Regions from separate parts of the Zea mays genome. Here region 2 is linked to region 1. A link is a contact called in public Hi-C data. All regions are on one chromosome and are shown on one strand. The core of a region is the stretch at or near the end of the contact, and the rest is flanking DNA. Distances in the headings are between cores, read along the strand shown.

Region 1 (5,706 bases), core at 2,234-4,733:
GCTTTTGCTGGTCATTTGCAGCTAAATCCAATGATTTCAGGTTGAAGGAACCCTTCGTATATGGGCCTCACCCTCCCCCAGGGAAGACCGGTGCAAAATATATCATCATGGACGATGGTCAGAGGCTTGATCTTCAATATGTGAAGAAAAGAAATGATCAACATCTAGAGCTTGGTTACAAGGTGAGTATCAACTTCACTTTGGTTGTAGAAGCTGCTGTTTTTCTACACAATGTCATTGGATTTTTTTATGTCTTCGATTCATTGTGTCAGATTTCCCTAGGTGGAGAGGCATCTCAATGATGGGGATTTTGTTCTTTTCTATCGGCAACAAAGTCTTCATAGATTGTCTATCATGGGGCATCTCATCAAAACTATGCACTACTCAACTTTCCAGTTGAACTTACTTCACAATACAATGATGGCTTCTTCGATGGCGATGAGATGAATATGCATGTAAATGTGAATTGAACTCTGTTTTCTTTTCTCTTGACAGTTAGTAGTTTCTGGATTGACACTGTATAGTGGATGCAGGTATGGCGAGAGTGTGTTAGAGGTTAAGAAGAATCCTAACTGGATATGTCCAGTTTGTTGTGACATCTGCAATTGCAGTTTATTGCAGAACTAAGAAAGGATGGTTCCCTACTGGTTCTGCGTATAGGAAGGTATGCTTTATTGCATAATGTTCCATTTTACATTTAGAAGGCACAAACTGCTACTTGAATTAGGACAATATATACTTTGTTTCTGGATCATGCATCTCTTATTAGCCACAAGAATATGAGCTTTTACTTAGCTTACGGTGGCTTAGCTATCGTTTAGTAGTCGAGACAATGTACATCATTTTTACTTGTTAAAGCTTGTTGGTCCACAATCATTGTGGCTTTCTTTGCCTAATTTTGCGGCCGCATTAAAATGTGTCCTATAAGGTGTAACATATGGTTTAATTTATTCTCCTACTGCATAAAGTGTTTAGCGCCCGATAGGGCGCTTCCTTTTTCTAGTAAAGATTAAAGCCAGAACGACAGCCTTGGGGCTGCGCCATGTCTAGCCTCGCTGACCGCCCTCACCCATGAAGTTCAATATCAAAGGCAAAAGCTAAGAATGCAATAATTCCTATGGTGTCATTTGATAGCTTGCCATGGAACAAGAAGCAAGAAAAGTACAATGAGCACAAGAAAGCCAAGAAAGACTCAGGTTACGTTGTGATTGTCACCATAAGATTATGATATGTGGGCTTACTGTAATGTGTGAACACTTGTTTGTATTTGATTCACCATCCTAAAATGAGGACTAAACTTTAGTCCCAGCAAATTTTATTTAAAAGACCTATTTTAGTTACCTGACTACATGAGATATGTATTTCTGTAAAAATCTATGAACACTATATGAGATATCAGCATGTGCCAACTGCCAACCCTTCATGTACAAATTTGTGGACGCACAGGAAGTACATGAGAAATTTCGGTTACAATGTCACACACGCACACATATTGGAGCTTTCGGAACTGTAAACAGATTAGCGTTCCTCCATAATCTGCATTTTTCTTTCTTGTAATGGTGTACAGTTGGAACACAAGTATGAGAGTCTGCTAGGAGCAATAAGTCATTCACCCCCAACTGATACCACCTGGTGTAAGGCTATCTCCAGCAGATTTCCTATCTCATCCCCTATTTCAAACTTCTCTCTGCAAACAGTGTTAAACGGTGTCATCTACAGACTACAGTTCCGCATCCCCTATTTTACACACTCTACTGGAGCAATGTTTTCAGATCGGCTGATCGCTCCTGATCGCCAGAGGGGCGATCAGCCGACAAATCACGATTAGTCGACGACCAGTCCGATGATTAACCGGGCTCTGATCGGTCAATCAGACATCTTGATCGTTCAGGGCTATAGGAACCAATCAACCTTCATATATATAACTACACGCCCATGGACATGGCTTCAGGTTCAAGCTTTCAACAAGGCAAACAGCCATTCGTGATACGCCCATGGGCATGGGCAGCAACAGGCCAACAGCCATACTACAGCATGAAGCAAATAATCACTGGAAGGATTCAGGCTTTCAACATCTAAGTAAAACTGAAAACCAACAAACATGGACATGGGCTGATGGGCAGCAACAGGCCAACAGCCATATGCATTCTTTTTCGTGTCCAGTGATATTATAGTTAATCATGATTCAACTGAGCTGACAGTTTATGCCATCGTTGGTTGCAACAATTGTAGGTTCTGTATTTTGAAGATTTTGTACCTTGTCAGATATCACAGTCCTCTTTTGATGTGTTGATGAGCACAGGCTGGCAAAGCTATGGTTTCAAGTTAAAAGGAAGTTTGCTGGGTGATGAAGGAAATGCTTTTCTTGAGTGGGATAACATGACATTTGCTCGTATTGATATTGCTATTCACACTTACCATGAATGATATCCCGTTTTCACACTGTGCACTGCATACTCTTTTGGTCATTCACAGGCCTTTTTTCCCAATGAAAGCTTCAATTTATATGTAGAAGGTGGATTTTCTGTCGATCCTTGATTTTCTCTAGCCACTGCTATGCAAGAACAGCAGGGATCTCAACAAGAAAGATACCTTGTGAGGAAGGCACTCAAGTCTGCTCTATCTCACTTGAAAGCAGACCATGCAGGAGATTTTCTTAGTTGCCATGGCCAGAGAGTATGTGCCTTCTACATATTTTTTTTTAGTTTTTTTACTACTACCACTCCCTGTCCCAAACTATAGGCCGCTTTGGTTTTTCTAGTTATATAGCTTTGTTGTGAACTCTGTCACTTTCATTCAAATTGTGAATCCCAGTTCTGTGCATTTTGGGCTGCTCGAGACCTGTATTATAGAGTTGCAGCTTCCTAGGCTCAAACCAATGTTTCCAGATCGGCTGATCGCTCCTCATGATTAGTCGAGGACCAGCCCGATTAACCGGGCTCTGATCGGTCAATCAGAAATCCTGATCGTCCAGGGCTATAGGAACCGATCAACCTTCATATATATAACTACACGCCCATGGACATGGCTTCAGGTTCAGGCTTTCAACAAGGCAAACAGCCATACGTGATACGCCCATGGACATGGGCAGCAACAGGCTGACAGCCATACTACAACATGAAGCGAATAATCACTGGAAGGTTTCAGGCTTTCAGCATCTAAGTAAAACTGAAAACCAACAAACATGGACATGGGCAGCAACAGGCCAACAGCTATACGCCCATACCTACAGAGCACACCAGAAAAAAGGGACAAGCTCTGGATTCTGGAGACTGGAGACCGTACCTGCAGGACGGCTGCTGGCGCCGCCGCGCCGGGGATGGAGGAGGGGCCGAGGGGGACGATGCCGCCGTATCCCCCGTCACCGGTAGCGCGACGCCGTCACCGGTAGCGCGACGCCGTCACCTGTTCCGCTAGGGTTCCTCCCTCGGCAGCTGGTTGCCTGGTTCGTGTCGTGTATGCCTGGGCGTTGCTTTATGTTGGCTCTTGGTTGTGCTTGTGCAGCTTCTGCTCACGTGGGAATTGGAAAAAAAGGAAGCTGGGCTGGGTCGCTGGACAAGTGAAGTGGGCCATTGGGCCGAAATTTCAATCCATCCAGCCAGGCTGATCGTTTCTAAATTAATCGGACGATCAAGCCTGATCGCGTCATTACCCTTGATCGGCACTGGCGATCAGTCGATGAATCGCCGATTAATCGTGACTAATCGAACGTTCTGAAAACACTATACTGGAGACAATCTAAGATTCCATGCTTTTTTAAGCTGAACTTATACCCGCAGGAAATGGTAGGTTTGCTTTTTGGGGCATGGAGGTCTTTTATGATTAGTCCTATGGTGTACATTGTTTGACTTCGATTAATCGTTTAAATGTATTTGGAACTCTAGATGTACATAAGCTCTAAGTTCTTGAAAGCGTGACTTTCAGAGCCCAGTGGTATATTGGTGCACCATGAATACCATCATATGCCATGAAACATGACAGCATCCTTATGTTAAGCAATTCCAACATATTATTTCCTGTCAAGCTTATGAGAACATCTACCTGTTTTTTTAATATGAGAACTTGATTTGGGTGACCAAGGCAACTTGTTGATTGAATAAAGAAATGGCCATATGAAATGAAATTAATGAGAAACAAAAAGTGAAAGGGAAATAGGGTCAAACATTTTCCTATAAATAAATTTGGTGGTTGAAATGCCCAACATAAATATTGGACTAACTAGTTTGCTCTATATTATATGTTCTACAGGTGCATAAAGGTTCAACACAAACCAATAGAAGATTAAAGATAGGGTTCAAATTCAAAGGAGCAAGAACCTTGAGACTGCCCTGGTCTGGCGCACCGGACTGTCCAGTGTGTCACCGGACAGTGTCCGGTGCACCAGGTCTGTACCAGAGTGAACTCGGCACTCTCGGGTTTTTCCAGCGCTGCTCCGCTATAATTTACCGGACTGTCTGGTGTGCCACCGGACTGTCCAGTGCACCAGCGAAGCAATGGCTCTTCGGCGCAATGGTCGACTGCAAAAGCCGCTGACTCCGCGAACAGTGGTGAACAGTACGCGCAGAGTCAGAGCGCAGAAGTCAGAGGGGCACCGGACTGTGAACAGTGTCTGTCCGGTGTGACACCGGACTGTCCGGTGCCGCATGAAGACAAAGCTCCAACGGTCGTCTGCTCCAGAACCCTAACGGTTGGGTGACGTGGCTGGCGCACCGGATAGTCCGGTAGCGCGCATCGACAACAGCCTACCCCAACGATTGTTTTGGTGGGTGAGGGCTATAAATACCCCTCAACCACCACCACTCCAACCATCCAATCATTCAGCACTCCTCATTCAATAGAAGAGCAAAGTGCAATACTCCAAGACATAAATCAAAGCCACCGATCCAATCAAAGTCCCCAATTCAATTCTAGTGCTTTAGGACTTGTGAGAGGATCGTTCTTATGTTTCTTTGTTGCTCTTGTCGCTTGGTTGGCTTTCTTCCTTCCTCATTCGTGTTCATAAGTGTTTTGTAAGCAAGGCAAGAGACACCAATTGTGTGGTGGTCCTTGCGGGGTCTAAGTGATCCGTGAGAAGTAAAGAAGAAAGCTCACTTGGTCTAAGTGACCGTTTGACAGAGGGAAAGGGTTGAAAGAGATCCGGTCTTTGTGACCACCTCAACGGGGACTAGGTTCTTTAGAACCGAACCTCGGTAAAACAAATCACCGTGTTCACTTTGTTGAGCACTAAAAAGAGTGCCGGACGGTCCGGCCCTGAGGCCGGACGGTCCACGCAAGCGCAGAACAAATTAGGGTTCCTAATTTCTTGCTATGTTTGTTGACGAGAATCTCGAGATTAGCTCGAAATTTTGTTGGTAACGGGTCCAGCCCCCCTCCTCTATAAAAGCAGAAGAATACAGCCGATTTAATCAATCAATCGAACCTTCAATCAATACAATTTACATTTATTCTTAGGAGTAGTTCTAGTCTAGTTCTAGGTTAGTCTTCCAATCCCCAAATCCTCTGCTTCTCTTCGACTCTATGTCGATTAGAGGAGTCTAGGTCGGTCTACCCGAGCCTAGACACCACCTAGGATCTCTCCTCCCCAACGGGGTCCCTCCCGGGAGCGAGATTCAGGCGCCGCCGGCGATCTTTCGCCGCCCCTGCGCACGCGCGGACCGTCCAGCCCTAGGGCACGGACCGTCCGGCCGTCAGGCAGGAAACCCTAGC
Region 2 (5,698 bases), core at 2,671-5,170, 260 kb after region 1:
CTTGTGAAGAGTTTAGCAGGGTGATGATGCAGAAATTTGAGATGTCAATGATGGGTGAGTTGAACTACTTCCTTGGATTTCGAGTGAAGCAACTCAAGGAAGGAACCTTCATCTCCCAAACGAAGTATACTCAAGATTTGCTCAAGAGGTTTGGGATGAAGGATGCAAAGCTTGCAAAGACACCAATGGGAACAGATGGACATCTGGACCTCAACAAAGGAGGTAAGTCCGTTGATCAAAAGGCATACCGGTCTATGATAGGATCTTTGCTTTTATCTTTGTGCAAGTAGACCGGGTATTATGCTAAGTGTATGCATGTGTGCTAGATTTCAATTCGGCCCAAAGGAGTGTCACCTTGTGGCTGTTAAGCGAATTCTTAGATATTTGGTTTCTACACCTTGCTTCGAGATCTGGTATCCAAAGGGGTCTACCTTTGACTTAATCGGATACTCAGATTCCGACTATGCCGGGTGCAAGGTCCCTAGTGTCTGGGAGCTCTAAGAAACAAACTTCTATTGCCCTATCCACCGTTGAGGCCCAGTATGTTGTTGTAGGACAGTGTTGCGCACAACTGCTTTGGATGAGGCAAACCATCCGAAACTTTGGCTATAATCTGAGCAAAGTCCCACTCCTATGTGATAATGAGAGTGCAATCCGCTTAGCGGATAATCCTGTTGAACACAACCGCACTAAGCACATTGACATCCGGCATCACTTTTTGAGAGACCAACAGCAAAGGGGAGATATCGATATTTACCATATTAGCACCAAGCACCAGCTAGTCGATATCTTCACCAAGCCTTTAGATGAGAAAAGGTTTTGCAGGTTGCGAAGTGAGCTAAATGTCTTAGATTTGCGTAACTTGGATTGATCTATAGCATACATGTGTTCTATGCCTTTGATCATGTTACTTTAAACATTAATGTCTTTAATTGCTTATTTTTGGTGCTCAAGTTGTACAAGTCATCCCTAGACCTCTCAAGTCCCTATGCAAATGATGCACATGTTTAGGGGGAGGATGTGCTACAACTAGACTCCCTTGAGACTAACTTGTTTGTTGAGTACTCGATATACAGTCTCAAAGTTGCATTGAAAGGGAAAAGTGAACTTGGACAAAGAAAGAGCTTCCACTGCACTCCGGTATCAATGTATCTTGTCTTAAGTTCTTTGTGCTCTCATTTCCTTTTTGCGCTTATTTGACATTTTGGTGAGGCAATAGGGCCAAAAAGGTCTCCTGTTTTGGTGCTTAATGCCAAAGGGGGAGAAATTAAGGCCAAAGCAACTGGATCAGCCAACCACTTGTGTGAATTTCAAAAATTGGAGAGTTAAACTTTCTGTGTTTGGTCAAAACCCTCTTATTTGCAAAAACTGTTCTCTTATGGGGGAGAATTTCGATTATGGGAAAATGGGGGAGTTTTTTTTGGCATTTGATCAAATTTACTCTTGAAAGATCTCTCGATTTGCCAAAACGAGTGTGTTGGACTTAGAGATAGGAAAAAGAATTTGTTTTGTGAAAATAAACCAAGTGGTGGCAAAAGTGATCCAAATATGCCAAGTTTCTTGAAAAACTTATTGGTCTTTAATTTGGCACAAAGCCGCATTCTTTAGCTCTTTTTTGTTATGTTAGTTCAAAATGAGTTGTTTTTTGGGTGTTGGTATAAATCACCAAAAAGGGGAGAGATTGAAAGGAAAATGGGTCCTTAGGCCATTTCTATATTGTTTTGGTGATTATATGCACAACACACCAGGTGAGAACCAACTAATGTTGAACAAAGGTATATCTAGATGGATCAAGTATGAAGGTAAGTTCTAGACGCTTAGTCAATTGTTTTTATGTGCTAAACATACTTGTCTAAGTGCTAGGGACTCAGCTAAGTGAAGTCCAAAAGAATCAAAGGAAGACAAAGGAAGGAACGTAGAAAAGGTGCTGGACTGCGCAGCACCGAACGGTCCGGTACCACCCACCGGACAGTCCGGTGTGCATCGGACAGTCCGGTGCACGGTCAGCCCAACTCTCTGCTCTCGGGGTTTCCTGGCTACGTCGACTATAATTCACCGGACAGTCCGCACGAGGCGCCGGACAGTCCGGTGTAACAACCGTGCAACGACTACCTGCCACGTCGACCAAGGGCCAACAGTCATATGGCGCACCAGACCGTCCGATGCCCCACACCGGACCGTTCGGTGCCCCACAGAAAAGGAAACCAACCAATCAGGCGATTCTCTGTCGCGTCCTGTGCTTGTACTGTTCACTGTCCGGTGCGCCCACGGACAGAAGGCAAGAATTGCCTACCAAATGGAGCTCCAACGGCTCCTAACTGCCTTGGTGCTATAAAAGGGACCCATAGGCACATGGAGCAGACACCAAGCCTACATTGAATATCCTAAGACGCCTAGGCTCCGCAAGCACGCATCCGGATCATTGTGTTTGAGATTTGAGCACTTGTTGAGTTGTGAACTTGGTGCGCTGTGTTTGTGTGCTCGTTTCTTGACTTGTGTGCGTGTCACTGCTGTGACTCTAGCTCTTGCGTGTGTTTCTATTCCCTCTCTTACTCTTGTGGTTTTCATTGTGATCAATATTGTAAGGGTGAGAGGCTCCAACTTGTGGAGATTCCTCACAAAAGGAACATCTGCTATAAGGAAGAAAACCGTGGTATTCAAGTGGATCATTGGATCGCTTGAAAGGGGTTGAGTGCAACCCTCGTCCATTGGAACGCCACAACGTGGAAGAAGGCAAGTGTTCTACTTGGCCGAACCACGGGATAAAATCGTTGTGTCATTTGTTGTTATTCGTGTGCAATTCTCTCTGCTTCTACTCACTTGATAATTGTTCTAAGTTTAATACTCACCTTGTGAAGAGCAATTAAGTGAACAAGTCATCTCTTTCTCTCTAGACATAGCACCTTGGTTTTGATTCCACTAACATTTTATAAACCAAGTTTGTGTCATTTAGTGTTGATCCCCTCTAGGTGCTCTAAGGCGGCGGCAAGTGCGCCTGCGAGGTAGCAGTTCTGTAGCTCTGCCGGTAGTCGGTAGACCATATACGGTAGAGCTGTTTAAAAGGGGCCCTGGCCCGTATCACGGATGGGCCAATATATATGGTGGGCTTGATATGTATCGGCCCACGAGCGCAGGGCGGGGTCCGGCGGCAGGTTGGAGAAGACGCGAGGACCGAGGAAGCAGGCGTCGACTCGGGCGGCCTGGAGATCAGCGAGACGGGGCTCGGACCTCGGACTGGCAGGGGCAGTGCCTCCGCGACGGCGCGGGCCAAGGCGGCGAGCGGCGCCCCGACCCTAGTCGCCAGGCGCGCCGTCCGGACGAGAAAGGGCGGGAAGGTGAGAGTCATCCGTGCGGGGAAGGTGATGGTCGCGGCATTTATTTCACTGACTGAGTGAATGATAAAGTTATTATCGTTGTTGATCACAGTTCGTACTACCAAATGGTTAAGAAATTCTTGTAAAATTGCTGCAAGTGGGCCCTCAGTAAGAAACTCTTCTTATGCTGCAGGAAGTCGAATGTCTGACAGTTTAATCACTACATGCTATATAGTGTTATAATAATAATAAAGCCCCTTACTTTGTCATTATTTTCTATCCCTCGTCACTGCATCTAGGAGCTAACTTGTTTTTTGGCATCAAGATTATAATGGACCTATATCTAACGCAGTAGAATTCAAGTCATATTCAGAACTAGATCAAGCTGCAGAAAGTAAAATTCAAGATCGTCTCAATAGCAAAAAAGGCAGCGTGGGGGGCATGGAGGCTGAACGACTGAAGCATACGGCATGTCGCATCGCATGGTATATCTAAACAAGAAAAAGGGGGAAAGAAGCGATAGCGATAGGCCATGTGGACGTGTCACATGCTGGTCAGGTGGAAGTCAATTAGGTCATGTAAAGAAATGCAGAATGGCCATGACTCATCAGAGGGAGATGGGAAATTGCCGACCGGTGTATAATACGAAGTCTTGGACGTGGATGAGATCTGGAACTTTTTTATTCCTGCATTGCCTCAAATCTGGGGTAATTTTCCTTTTATTTTTATTTTTTTCTGGTAGGAGTACCTGGGAGTCTGGGACAGGTCAGAGGCAGCTGCTGCTGCGGATGGACACGCGACACATCCGCAGCGGCTAGCCAATGAGCGGCGACCAAGGGAGCAGGTAGTAGGCCGTGTTCTAGGCTGGCCTTTTCCATCGCTTTTCTCGCCGGTATTATTAGCGCGGATCGTTCATCGTTCGGGATTGGGGTTCTGACTCGGAACCTGATCAGTGAGTGTGGTCTTCTGAAAGCGAGCAAAGGAGGATGGGGTTCTCCTTCTTCACCTCCCGAGCCGGTGCTCGACTGCTGGACGGGATCGCGCGCCCCGGCTTCTCCACCGCCGCGCTTCTGCTCACAGCGGCCAGGTGCGAGTGCTTCCTCCGTCGCTTTCCACCAGAAACCCCCCGATTTTGCTCTCTCTCTCTCTTTTTGGAGGAGGGCGGTTGTCGCGTGATTTACTGCTCCTTTTTCTGTTCACCCATCTGTTTCTTCCCGTCCCTTTGATTTGCTCTCCTGTTCGACCATCGTCGTCAACTGTGAAGGCCATAGGATCATGTTTCTTGGGATCCATCTACTGTGTTTGGATAGGGAAAAATTCATACCTTCGGTTTGGTTCCAGTATTTCACTTTGCATATTTGGGCTGCATTTGCGAGCTGAAAGATTCGCTACCGCTCTGCAGTGGCGGAGGCCTTGTGGCGTACGCGGATTCCGCTGCAGAGAGCGCGCCGGACCCATCTCAGGATGCTCCCAGGAAGAAGGTGGTGGTTCTTGGGACTGGCTGGGCTGGGACGTCGTTCCTCAAGAACCTCGACTGCTCCAGGTATGAAGTGAAGGTCATATCGCCCCGGAACTACTTCGCGTTCACTCCTCTGCTTCCGAGTGTCACGTGTGGGACTGTCGAGCCGCGCAGCATTATTGAACCGGTACGGAGGATGTTTGAGAAGGTACTTCTTTTTTTGCCAATTGATTATGTGCTACTGTGTGCTCAATGCAATTTGGTGTGGTGTTTTGTTTATTCTCGTTGGAATGTTAGCATAAATAATGCTATTAGGTGTTGTGCTTGTATCGGTAGAATCAGCTCTAGGCCCCTGTTCCACCGCATGTATTCACATACTTGCCTCATCTTGTATTGCAATTTGCACTGAACACTTAGAGGTGTCTTGCTAACTTTATTGAATACGCAGTTATTTCTCTCTTTCTACATTTCCCAAATGGTTAGCGTGATCATAGATCGCACACCCTGTCTTCTGTTCCACAGTTCCCCATCTCAATGAACCATTGTCCCAAGTCTTCCATCTGGCTCCAATTAGACAGCGCCAAAGCTGGTGCCTCAATCCATGAAGCCACTTTTCCCCATATTATCCTAGAGAAGCAGTATTCCTGGGATAAAAAATTGTGAGAATGTCTCTAGGTTCCTAACACACAGCTGACAGAAGTGGTCGTTTGGCCACCCCTGCAGCTGCAAAAGCGCAGTTGTCCATATTCTGTTCTGAAGCATGAGCCAAGCGAAGAATCTGCACTTCATATGCAGACTTTGCCATGTACTGACCATCAGGCGAATGTAGCCAAGTGACCGTGCCTTATTGTGATTGCAGCAGGTGTATATCCTGTAGGCGCACCCATAAGGCCACAAATTCCGTGATGATCTGCTGGCTCATATT

Evidence for each region. Hi-C and Micro-C count contacts between places; a contact is called where the count stands out from the background.
Region 2: a Hi-C map of ear shows a contact between it and region 1, with 4 times the contacts expected there. The contact joins the promoter of LOC103629626 here to the promoter of LOC100383604 in region 1. A contact is called at or near these places in 7 of 25 Hi-C or Micro-C datasets (ear, endosperm, leaf and 2 more).

The regions. Positions count from the first base shown.
Region 1 is chr6:98,852,424-98,858,129 of Zm-B73-REFERENCE-NAM-5.0, forward strand. It overlaps LOC100383604, which reads right to left and starts at 3,484. Exons shown (of 4, transcript NM_001176252.1): 1 at 3,286-3,484.
Region 2 is chr6:99,110,589-99,116,286 of Zm-B73-REFERENCE-NAM-5.0, forward strand. LOC103629626 (external alternative NAD(P)H-ubiquinone oxidoreductase B1, mitochondrial) reads left to right here and starts at 3,921. Exons shown (of 9, transcript XR_004850222.1): 1 at 3,921-4,401; 2 at 4,717-4,981.